Regions from separate parts of the Zea mays genome. Here region 2 is linked to region 1. The links are chromatin contacts, called in public Hi-C maps. All regions are on one chromosome and are shown on one strand. The core of a region is the stretch at or near the end of the contact, and the rest is flanking DNA. Distances in the headings are between cores, read along the strand shown. Region 1 holds the start of LOC100283939 (homeobox-leucine zipper protein HAT7). Region 2 has its middle 44 kb from the start of LOC100283939.

Region 1 (5,074 bases), core at 1,856-4,355:
AGGCCGCGGGATTCCCACCTCTCTCACGCCGGTCTCCGGCCGCCTCGCTCTCCCCCCTTCGCGCTCGCCCTCGCGCTCGACCCATCTGGGCTAGGGCACGCGACGACATTCACTCGTCGGCACAGGGACCCCCCGGTCTCGAAACGCCGACAACTACTACACCAATTATGTCTATATTACGTTTTCATTCCTCGTGTACTATAACAAACCGAGAGTAATTTGATTATTTAAGGCACTAAATAAGTTTATTTGAAAATGTGACTAACTATAAAGTTGCATAACTTTTTAAGATCTACAAGTTTTATTTTAATAGTTTCTACATCCGAGACCGTTTACAACTTTTGTATTTTAAATTTGAAAACTTCACACGAATTATTCAATGATAAGATTATTTCAAATCCAAAATTTGTCAATTACAAAATTTCATTACATTTCAAGACCCACAACTTTTATTTTGGTGGTTTTTCCATCCGAGATAGTTTGAAAAATTCAAACATAGTTTTGCATAACAAGATGATTTCAAACCAAAACATTGTCAACTACAAAGTTTCATAACTCTTCAATACCTACAACTTTTATGTTGGTGGTTTTTTCTTTCGAGGTCATTTTCAAAATTCAAATTTTAAATTTTTTAAATTGAGACGTAGTTTTCGTTGATAATATGACTTTAAATGAAAAGTTTGTCAACTACAAACTTCTATAACTTCTCAAGATCTACAAAATTTATTTTGGTTGTTTGGTCATTTGTTCATCTCACATGACGGTTACAACAATATGCACAAATTCTATACATCTCTCTCGTATCGTAGTTTTATAAACTACGAGAGAGATATAGGTTTTATGAACAAATTTATTTTTATTTTGTCATATGAATAAATGTTCAATATATAAATTGTACTTCATGATGAGTTATACAAATTTATAGTTGAAAACCTTTTCATTTGAATTAATTTACTGCTTTAAAATGCGATTTTGAAATTGTCTTTGCCTAGTGTTGGAAAAAAAACACTCGACAAAGAGTTCTTTGCCGAGTGTTGTATTTGTAACACTCGACAAAGAACTTTTTCGCCGAGTGTTTTCTTTTACCGAGAGTTTTTTGCGTGGCACTCGGCAAAGAGCCCTTTGCCGAATGTCCGACAAAAAACACTCGGCAAAGAGCCAAATTCCGATAGTGACTTTGAGATAGTGTTCAGAAAATAGCACTCATTTTCAATCAATTCAACGAACACCATCAGTTTCATCGAATGGATTCAAAGAACAACACTCCATCTATATTTTTTCATTCTTTAATTTCTCAGCTCACAAGAAAAGGGACCAAATTGCTCCTATCATTTCCTAGCCTTATTTTTTATCTATTCAGTCCATAAGAACAACATAAATGCATACAAATATATAAGCAATATTTTTATATTATTAAGAATAGTGTTAAACATACAAATAAACACATATGTTTTATAACCGTTGCGGACTAGGAATGTTTTGGATAGGCCTTCGACTACCCTAGAATTTGGTCCAAATAAACACATATGACATTTTTGTTATTTTCTAATCAGGTATCAACCATATAGAAATTAGATATATGCGGTACCGAATTATATACGATATTACATGTCAACTTTTTTATCCTTGACTACCCTAGATTCAAATCCTGGGTCCGCCACTGTTAGGTAAAGAAGGAGGTTTATATTTAACAATTGAACTTCAAAATTATATTCTCGGATGGTGGAAGTAATTTTTATAGAACATATTTTTAATAAGACAAACGATTGAAGTTTTTGAAAAATCAACAACCACGTCAAATAAAAAGGAACAGAGGAAGTACATTCGAAGACCTTTTGGTGAAAAGTTTGTCTAAATTTTAATAGCTCGATGTCGAAGATGCCTAGGTTTGAAGTTCAACAGTTAAATCTAAACTTCTTCCTTTGTAAAAAAAATATATGTGCATATTTATATGTTTAACACTATAAAAATAGAGCTTGTATGATTTATCTATTTATGTTTTTCTTATGGATAGAAGAGATAAAAATGGGTTGTGAAATAAATAGGGGTAATTTGGTCTATCTATATGTGGTGTAAGCTATAAAATAATGAAAAATATAGATGGAATGTTGTTTTTCGAATTAATTTGGTGAAACCGACGTTGTTCTACGAATTGCTTGAAAACATATGTTATTTCTCCTGCAAAGTTTTCGGTCACTACGGTTTGAAATACTATGTTTACATTTAAACATGACAAAAACTAGGGTTTTAAAAAAACTACAGTAATAAACCCACGATTTTACAAAATACTGAGTACTGTTTGGGACGAGGGCAACACAACATTACAATGAGCACAACCCCCCTCATCCTGTTGGGAAGCCACGTTCTACTCTATACATCAGTAGTTAGAGCATCTTCAACAAGATGCCTTAAAATAGTGTCTAAAATTACAATATTATATTATTTAAATTGTTTAAGGCACTAAAACCAAATTGTGACCCAAGAGTTAAGCCCTACATCATGTATTTTAATAATTAAATTACATTATCAGGAAAGAAAATATTAATAATGCTAAAACAAGGATAGAGTACTATTGATCTAGGGTGTGATGTATTTTGGTCACTTTTGTAGTGTGCTCTATATTTCTTTGATAATTTTTTGTAAAATAAAGCATTGCTGAAGCAGTTTTTCAAAACCTCATGGTGTGCTCTGTAGTTTTAGGTTGACTATAGTATTTGAAACTGTTTTATCAGTAACAACCAAACATCTTTTGGCTTTCAGGAGCATGGTATCATCAAATACCATAGTATGCTTTAAAACTTAAAAAATAACAAGCTTCTAAACAGGGCCTTTACTAATTTGATGCTGACACGTTTTTTTATAAACTTGGTAGTTTGATCTAGAATAAGATAAAAAAAACTATGATTTTAAACATGGAAAGTAATTTTGTTATTGTAAATTTATAGTTAACTTTGTATCATTTTCTATAGCCGATGTGAATATAATGACGTCGTAAGGGACGCTAGTATTTATTTTGATTTTATTTAATATATATATATATATAATCTCGATTTTATTTTCTTTTTATAACAACCACCACCAGTGCTATAGTTGCATTGCATTTCCTTGCCACTCTCTATTTCCCCCAGTGCTAGCTCTCTCTCTCTCTCTCTCTCTCAAATACTGCCCATGCGGCTTGCCCTCCTCGTTTGATGAGGCCAATGGCCAGCAATGGCATGGCGTCCGCACCCTCGCCCTTCTTCCCTCCAAACTTCCTCCTCCAAATGCAGCAGACACCCTCCGATCATGAGCATCAAGAACAGCATCACCACCACCACCACCACAAGCACCACCTCGCTGCTCCTCCCCTTCATCCTCACCACAACCCCTTCCTCCCCTCTTCTCAATGCCCCTCGCTCCAGGACTTCAGAGGTCACGCGCAGATCGATGGAATCATCACTCGGTTGGTTGATGCATATTATCCGCTGGTGCTGACATGCGCTCCTGCGCTGGCCCTTGGTCGTTGGTTGATGCAGGTATGGCGCCAATAATGCTGGGGAAGCGTCCGATGTACGGGGCGGACGTGCAGGTCGTCGGAGGCGAGGAGGTGAACGGCTGCGGCGGCGTGAACGAGGACGAGCTGTCGGACGACGGGTCCCAGGCCGGCGGGGAGAAGAAGCGGCGGCTGAACGTGGAGCAGGTGCGGACGCTGGAGAAGAACTTCGAGCTCGGGAACAAGCTGGAGCCCGAGCGCAAGCTGCAGCTGGCGCGCGCGCTGGGCCTGCAGCCGCGGCAGGTGGCCATCTGGTTCCAGAACCGGCGGGCGCGGTGGAAGACGAAGCAGCTGGAGAAGGACTACGACGCGCTGAAGCGCCAGCTGGACGCCGTCAAGGCCGACAACGACGCCCTCCTCTCCCACAACAAGAAGCTCCAAGCCGAGGTCTGTGTGTGATAGCGTACACGCATGCGATCCGATCCGATCATCTCTCGTGCTCGATCGTCTCGATCTCTGGCGCGGCGTCCTCCGATCCTCGCCGGCGCCGGGTAGCCACTCGCGGCCGTCCCGGATCTAGGCTAGCTGCGTGCGCTTGCCGGGTGCGTCGCCCCTGCGTGCGCGAACTGTGATCCGCATCCGCATCGCGATGTTGATCTGGGCGTGGGCGTGGGTCGGTCGTCCATGGCTGGCTTCCCAGCTCAATGATTGGTGGGTGGCGGCTCAGCAGCTTAGCCGCACAGCACAGCTCAGCTGGGATCCATGTGGGTTTCAGTGCACGCAGCAGAAAAGGTTGTTGGATGCGTGGCCCTCCCGGCCCTGGGCGCCGCTGCCTTTTTCACCTGCCTTGACTCATTTGCCTGCGCGCGTACACGTACTATACTACCACCGCCTGGCCAGGCCCTGCCCTGCCCTGCCTGCCTTTGTGGAATCTTGCTGCTGGAGCAACTGCAAAGGCAGAGAGAGAGAGAGAGAGAGAGAGAGAGAGAGAGAGAGAGCTTTTGGAAAGGTCAGCAGCAGAATATGCAGGCAGAGCTGAGTGACCTGCGTCGAGTCTTGAACGAGGAAGATGCTGCTGCTGGCGCAGTCAATGGCTTCATCATGCCCGTTCAGATCCCGGTCCTCTCGTCTCGTCTCTGTGCCTCGTCACAGACCATACTACACACTTTCTGTGCGCCTTAGCTTTTAGCTTTTCTCGTCGGATTTGCACTGCAAATGACGTGCGCATTGTACTACGTACGTTGCACAGCTTTTGCCACAGCCAGTACTCGTATGATTGGGATCCGAGTGCTTGCAAATGTACTGCTTCCTTCAGTACTCATTGTTTTGTTTTTTTTTTCTACCCGACGCTACGATACTCAAGCTGGGACTTGGGACCATGCCATGCCGTGCAGCAGTACCATGAATCTCGCATCAAGCCTGTACTAGCAGCTAGTAGCTGCTAGCTAGGCTAGCTGCAGTGAACCAGTGCTCACTGATTAGACGATCATCTCTCCGGAACTCGATTGACATCAACACAGACAATGCCCCATTGATATAATATGCCGCATTGTGTGCATTTACGCTTACAGCCAAAAACTGATCGGTTCCGATGCAGATACT
Region 2 (5,074 bases), core at 1,105-3,604, 44 kb before region 1:
TAGTCGCGCCCCCGCAAGGCGAGGGACCGGATTTCGGCGGACCATTCACGCGCATGTCGTGCGTCCTTCGCCCCGCCCAGGCCAGGCCAGGCGAGCGAGCGCGCGCGCGCGTGTGGCTCTCCACATTCTTTCCTCTCATCCATGACTTGGTGAGTGAGTGTGGCTTCCATATTTAAGCTAGCTCTACTCCACTGGAGCTAGCAATATGGTGCTAATGGTTCCACCTATCCTCTAGCCATCCTCTTGTATGGGCTTTTGAGCTTTTCTGGGATTTATTTGAATTTCTTAATTGGGCCAAGCCCATAAATCCTAACAATAATACTCTGATGTTTTGTGACATTTATCTCTATACACTCTGTTATTATATATGCTGTCTTCTTGGCGCATGTATGAGATGCACCTGGCTTTATTCCTTAAAGCCGGGTGTGACAGAAGTGGTATCAGAGGAAATGTTGACTGTAGGACGAAACCTAGATAGAAATGGACAAACTCTTACCTACTTACCTTACTATGATTCATTCCATACTTACCTTATCTTGATCATGTCTCACCTTTTACTTTTCTACTCTGATTACTCTTATCTTTTGTACCTCGAAACCAGATGGATTTCACACCTTGGAATCCTACAATTATGATCTTTTTAAGAGATAGGGAACCTAAGACGAAATTAAAACTATTTAGAAGGAGAACCAGCTTAGGTTATTCACTCACACACAAAGTAGGAAACTATGATATGTGCACAGCCCATCTGGGAATAATTGGGCCGTCGAAACACTATGGTTTTCATAAAATTTGGTCTGAACAACAGTTTTTTCTTTTTTTCTTTTTCCGTTCCAGGTTCAGTGCAAAGAGGAAGAACCAAATCTCATCCGTGGCGATATGATTAAACATCGCCCGTTTCTGACTGTCCTAAAATCCGGCTGCAGCGACAGGGAAGAAGAACGGCAACGACCAGCATGGGGATGCAGGGCTGGTGCCATGCATTTCTCGGAAAAGCGCTGAGTACGTCGCCGAGACCCCGACGACGTGTTGGGGCGCTGCTCGGCCGATTCGGCCTCTGCCTGGCTCGTCTGACGCTAGACGGGTAAAGAAGAACAAAAGTTTTGCCGCGATTTTCGGGGCCCCCAAAGCACCTACTAGCTAGCCCACGTCACCGTCCCTCACAACTCGTCAGCCAATGCAAGTGTTTGCGGAATTGCGGTTGAAACGTAATCTGGATCTGTTGTGTTGTTTGTACCACAATGATTTGTCGTTTGGATTTTGTCTTTTGCACCGTGTAATGTTTGTTGAAATTCAAACAGGGGCAACGGCGGAAAATTGTTAGGCCACAGCTTTGCACAAGCAGCACGACAACTAGCCAGAGGACCGTTGGATTGGATGGGCGGCCTGAGGCCGAATGAAACCAGACCAATGGGCCTGCCTGAGGCCCAAATGAAACGGCGATACCGAAACTGCGGTCGTGGGAACTCTACTCTGGCTCTGCGTCTAGCACTAGCAGCAATAATAATAATCTAAAACACGACGGCATGCAGCGGATGTTCTGTTTATTAATTAGCCCCGCTGGGACATTCTCTTCTGCCCCAGCGTTTGCCACCAAGGACGCTAGCTAGCCGGCGGGGCGGTAGCACTGGCAGCACGTTCCCCGTTCATTCCAGGGCCAACTAGCAGTAGTTTAATTAGGAGCAATGCTTAGTTAACAACCGCAGGCTCAGGTGGTGCCGTGGGCGAATTAGCCGTCGGCGCAGGGGCGGGCGCAAGTGGATGTGTGGATGGCATAGAAGAAACGTATGCGCAGGCAGTGGAGGCGAAGACGATCGAGATCGATGTGGGTGGCAGTGGCACGTGAGGGGTTGGGCCGGGCTCGCGGAGAAAGAAGGTTCCAAACGGCTTGTTCCTACTAACCAGCAGGAAATATGTACAGCGCACAGATCCCATTCGTGAGAGGATCATCCATCCATCCATCCATCGAGTGACGATCCACGGACTACTTAGAGTGAGGTTCGTCATGACTCATGGCATGGGTAGTGCTAGCCGTGCAGGGAGGGGGGACTGGAGCGACTAGCTCTAGAGAGAGTCGTAAATAGCTAGAAGGGGTCTGGTGCTCAGGTCCAATCCAACGGAACGCAGCCAGCGCACACGCACGGTACGTGCAGGTGGATCGGATACGACGACGCGCAGCGACACGCATGGGATCTCCCACAACCACAAGGCCACCACCAGCGCCCCTCCTCTCCTAACTAACATGGCCATGTGCCGCTGGCCTCGCGCGGACGCACGCCAGGCCAACCAGCGGCAGAGGGCCACCCGGCCGGTTCGCAGTAGCAGGGAGCACCACCCCGGGACGGTGGGCCCGCGCCCATGAGCCATGTACGCTGCACGTCTCGCTGCATCATATATCGTGTGCATCCGTTCCATCCCATGCTCAGTAGCTCAGCGTCCCGGCCTGTTGCGATCGCGTCGTCGATCCGGTCTTCTCTCGCTCTTCTCTTGGCGTTTACTGCTCTCTGGAACCTCATGCATGCCATTGTAAAGCTGTAACCGACGCGACCGCATCATCGACGCCCGGTCGTCGTCACAGGGCAACGGCTGCCGGCACACGAGCCCCACGCGAGGGGGCCGGCCGGGCTACGTCGTGCACGGATCGCCTGGACTGGACCGGATCCGATCTGAGGGCCGCAAGCATCCACATGCGCGGTGCACGGCGGCGTACATGTCAATCGCTGCCCGAAATTTATTAACGCGTGGTCGCGTGGGAGATCAGGGATGATGGCCTGGAGTCCTGGAGGAGCCGCTAACGCAAGCCACAATCCAGACAGCATCATCCATATGCATGGGATCGAGTATGGGTAAGATGCATGAGTGCGCACCCATCCATCAGTGTACCCATCTGTCGGCGTGGCCTGCACTGCCTAGCTAGTGTCACTGCACTGCACATATATGTTCCCTCCCGCCCGCCGCACACTGTACCAATTTGATGTTGTAAAACTTTGTGCCTTTTCATGTACTTCTGTTAAATTTGAGATATTTTATTTCTCTAAAAAAATAAAAAAAAAACTTTACAATTTGGAACGGTTCGGAGCCCCCGTACGTACCTCCTATTGCTGCGCGCTGCTCACGGTTAGCTGTACCAAATGCGTGTACGTGTAATGTGCGGCGCGCCGCGCGCCAAACAGACAAACATGTGGATCGGCCAGGACCCCAGGCTGGAGTCAGGACGGACCGACGGAGGGTCGCGTTCCCTTTTTTTTTTCCCGAAGAAATTTCTTTGAGGAGAGCAAGGAGCTCTTTTGATTCACTTATTATCACTAATCAGGCACTTTATGAAACTATGTCACGTCAAACTGCACGTATAAAAGAAGAAAATTGACATCCGAACTTCGAATGGCCGAACGGTTGGACCGTTGGATGGACCAAAATTGGACTTGAATACAATGGCGCCCTGGCTGGCTGGCTTTCCCAATTAATGCCTATGCAGCATGCATCTAGTATACGAAAAGGGTTCAGCTGGACAGAGATGGCGCCCAGGATCCATTATTTTTCCCAAGGATTTGCATGCACCTGGCTTTCCAAACACCTCTCTTGCTACTTTACTTTACAGTTCCCTCATTATGCGCGTAGAGCACGCATAACATGCATGCGCTGCTGCCGCCTACTATGATAGTATGATGGAGCGAGATACGCGCTACTCATTTCTCCATCAAGTTGGAATCATGCGTACACTGTCATTGGGCCATCATCAATGCAACTTTCTCCGATGAAAACACTTGTAATTATTACATTCTTGTCAACATGTTGACACGTCTTGTGCAACATGCATTGGGCCGTTTTTTTTTTTTTTTTTTTTTGCGTTTTCCTAGTGCCAACCATCCTTCATCATTCTATTCTTTCAGCTAACCGTTGGTACTGTACACGTTGGCGCTGTTTGGGTAGAGGATCATTCGGTAAGGACGATAAAGCGATGTAAAGGACATCGGAAAGGTAACAAAAGTTGCATCAACAAATGTACGTAGGTTGTACACAAAGAAGACAAAGGTACAATAGAATCTAGGATCCTAGTGATTTTGAGGGGTTAGCCTTTATGATGTTAGTCCCTTATTTGTCCTTTAGCCAGCTTCACTTAGAGACGTGTTTGGCATCAAAGTTTTGGAGGAATCCATAAAACTGCACTACGTATTACTCACTACCGGCAAAAAAATTTGTCGAGTGTCGAAAAGCACTCAGCAAATTAATAATAAAAAAAATAAAAAAATATCAAAACATTTTTTTTTAAAAATTATAGGAACAACTCTCCAACCTTCAACCATACCTTTTACCTTACCTATTGCCCTATCATTTTTCACTATTATTTTGAATCAAAGTTATATGTTTTGTGAATGGTGAGATTCGAACTCGCAACCTCTCTCTCGCGCATACCCTCCTATACCACTACACTACTGTCGGGGACCATAATTAGGGGTACCCTCAAGGCTCCTAATTCTCAGCTGGTAACCCCCATCAGCATAAAGCTGCAAAGGCCTGATGGGTGCGACTAAATCAGGGATCAGTCCGTTCGAGCGACTCGATCACGCCTCGCCCGGGCCTGGCCTCGGACAAGGGCAGCCGACCCCGGAGGATATCCGTCTCGCCCGAGGCCCCCCTCCAACGGCGAACGTATTTCCGGCTCGCCCGAGGCCCTGCCTTCGCTAAGAAGCAACCCTGACCAAATCGCCGCCCCAACCGACCAAATCGCAGGGGCATTTAATGCAAAGGTGGCCTGACACCTTTATCCTGACGCACGCCCCCCAGCCGGCAGAGCCGAAGTGACCGCCGTCACTTCACCGCTCCACTGATCGACCTGACAGAAGGACAGCGCCGCCTGCGCCACTCCGACTGCGGTGCCACTTGACAGAGTGAAACTGACAGGCAGTCAGGCCCTGCCGAAGGCATCATAGGAAGCTCCGCTCCGCCCGACCCAGGGCTCGGACTCGGGCTAAGTCCCAGAAGACGGCGAACTCCGCTCCGCCCGACCCAGGGCTCGGACTCGGGCTAAGTCCCGGAAGACGGCGAACTCCGCTCCGCCCGACCCAGGGCTCGG

Evidence for each region. A called contact is a pair of places that touch in the nucleus more often than the background predicts.
Region 2: a contact with region 1 is called in a Hi-C map of endosperm, with 4 times the contacts expected there. The contact joins the enhancer-like site here to the promoter of LOC100283939 in region 1. A contact is called at or near these places in 10 of 25 Hi-C or Micro-C datasets (bundle sheath, ear, endosperm and 4 more).

Annotation. Positions count from the first base shown.
Region 1 is chr1:15,089,086-15,094,159 of Zm-B73-REFERENCE-NAM-5.0, reverse strand. It overlaps LOC100283939 (homeobox-leucine zipper protein HAT7), which reads left to right and starts at 3,105. Exons shown (of 3, transcript NM_001366607.1): 1 at 3,105-3,411; 2 at 3,516-3,919; 3 at 5,070-5,074. The coding sequence starts at 3,192.
Region 2 is chr1:15,132,326-15,137,399 of Zm-B73-REFERENCE-NAM-5.0, reverse strand. No RefSeq gene overlaps it. Among protein-coding and RNA genes, the nearest start is that of LOC100283939, 44 kb to the right of the region's middle. Within about 2 kb of position 2,354, at least 20 of the 20 cell types and tissues checked have an H3K27ac peak or open chromatin away from gene starts, as enhancers often do. A contact at or near this core is called in bundle sheath, ear, endosperm and 3 more, where this site is marked.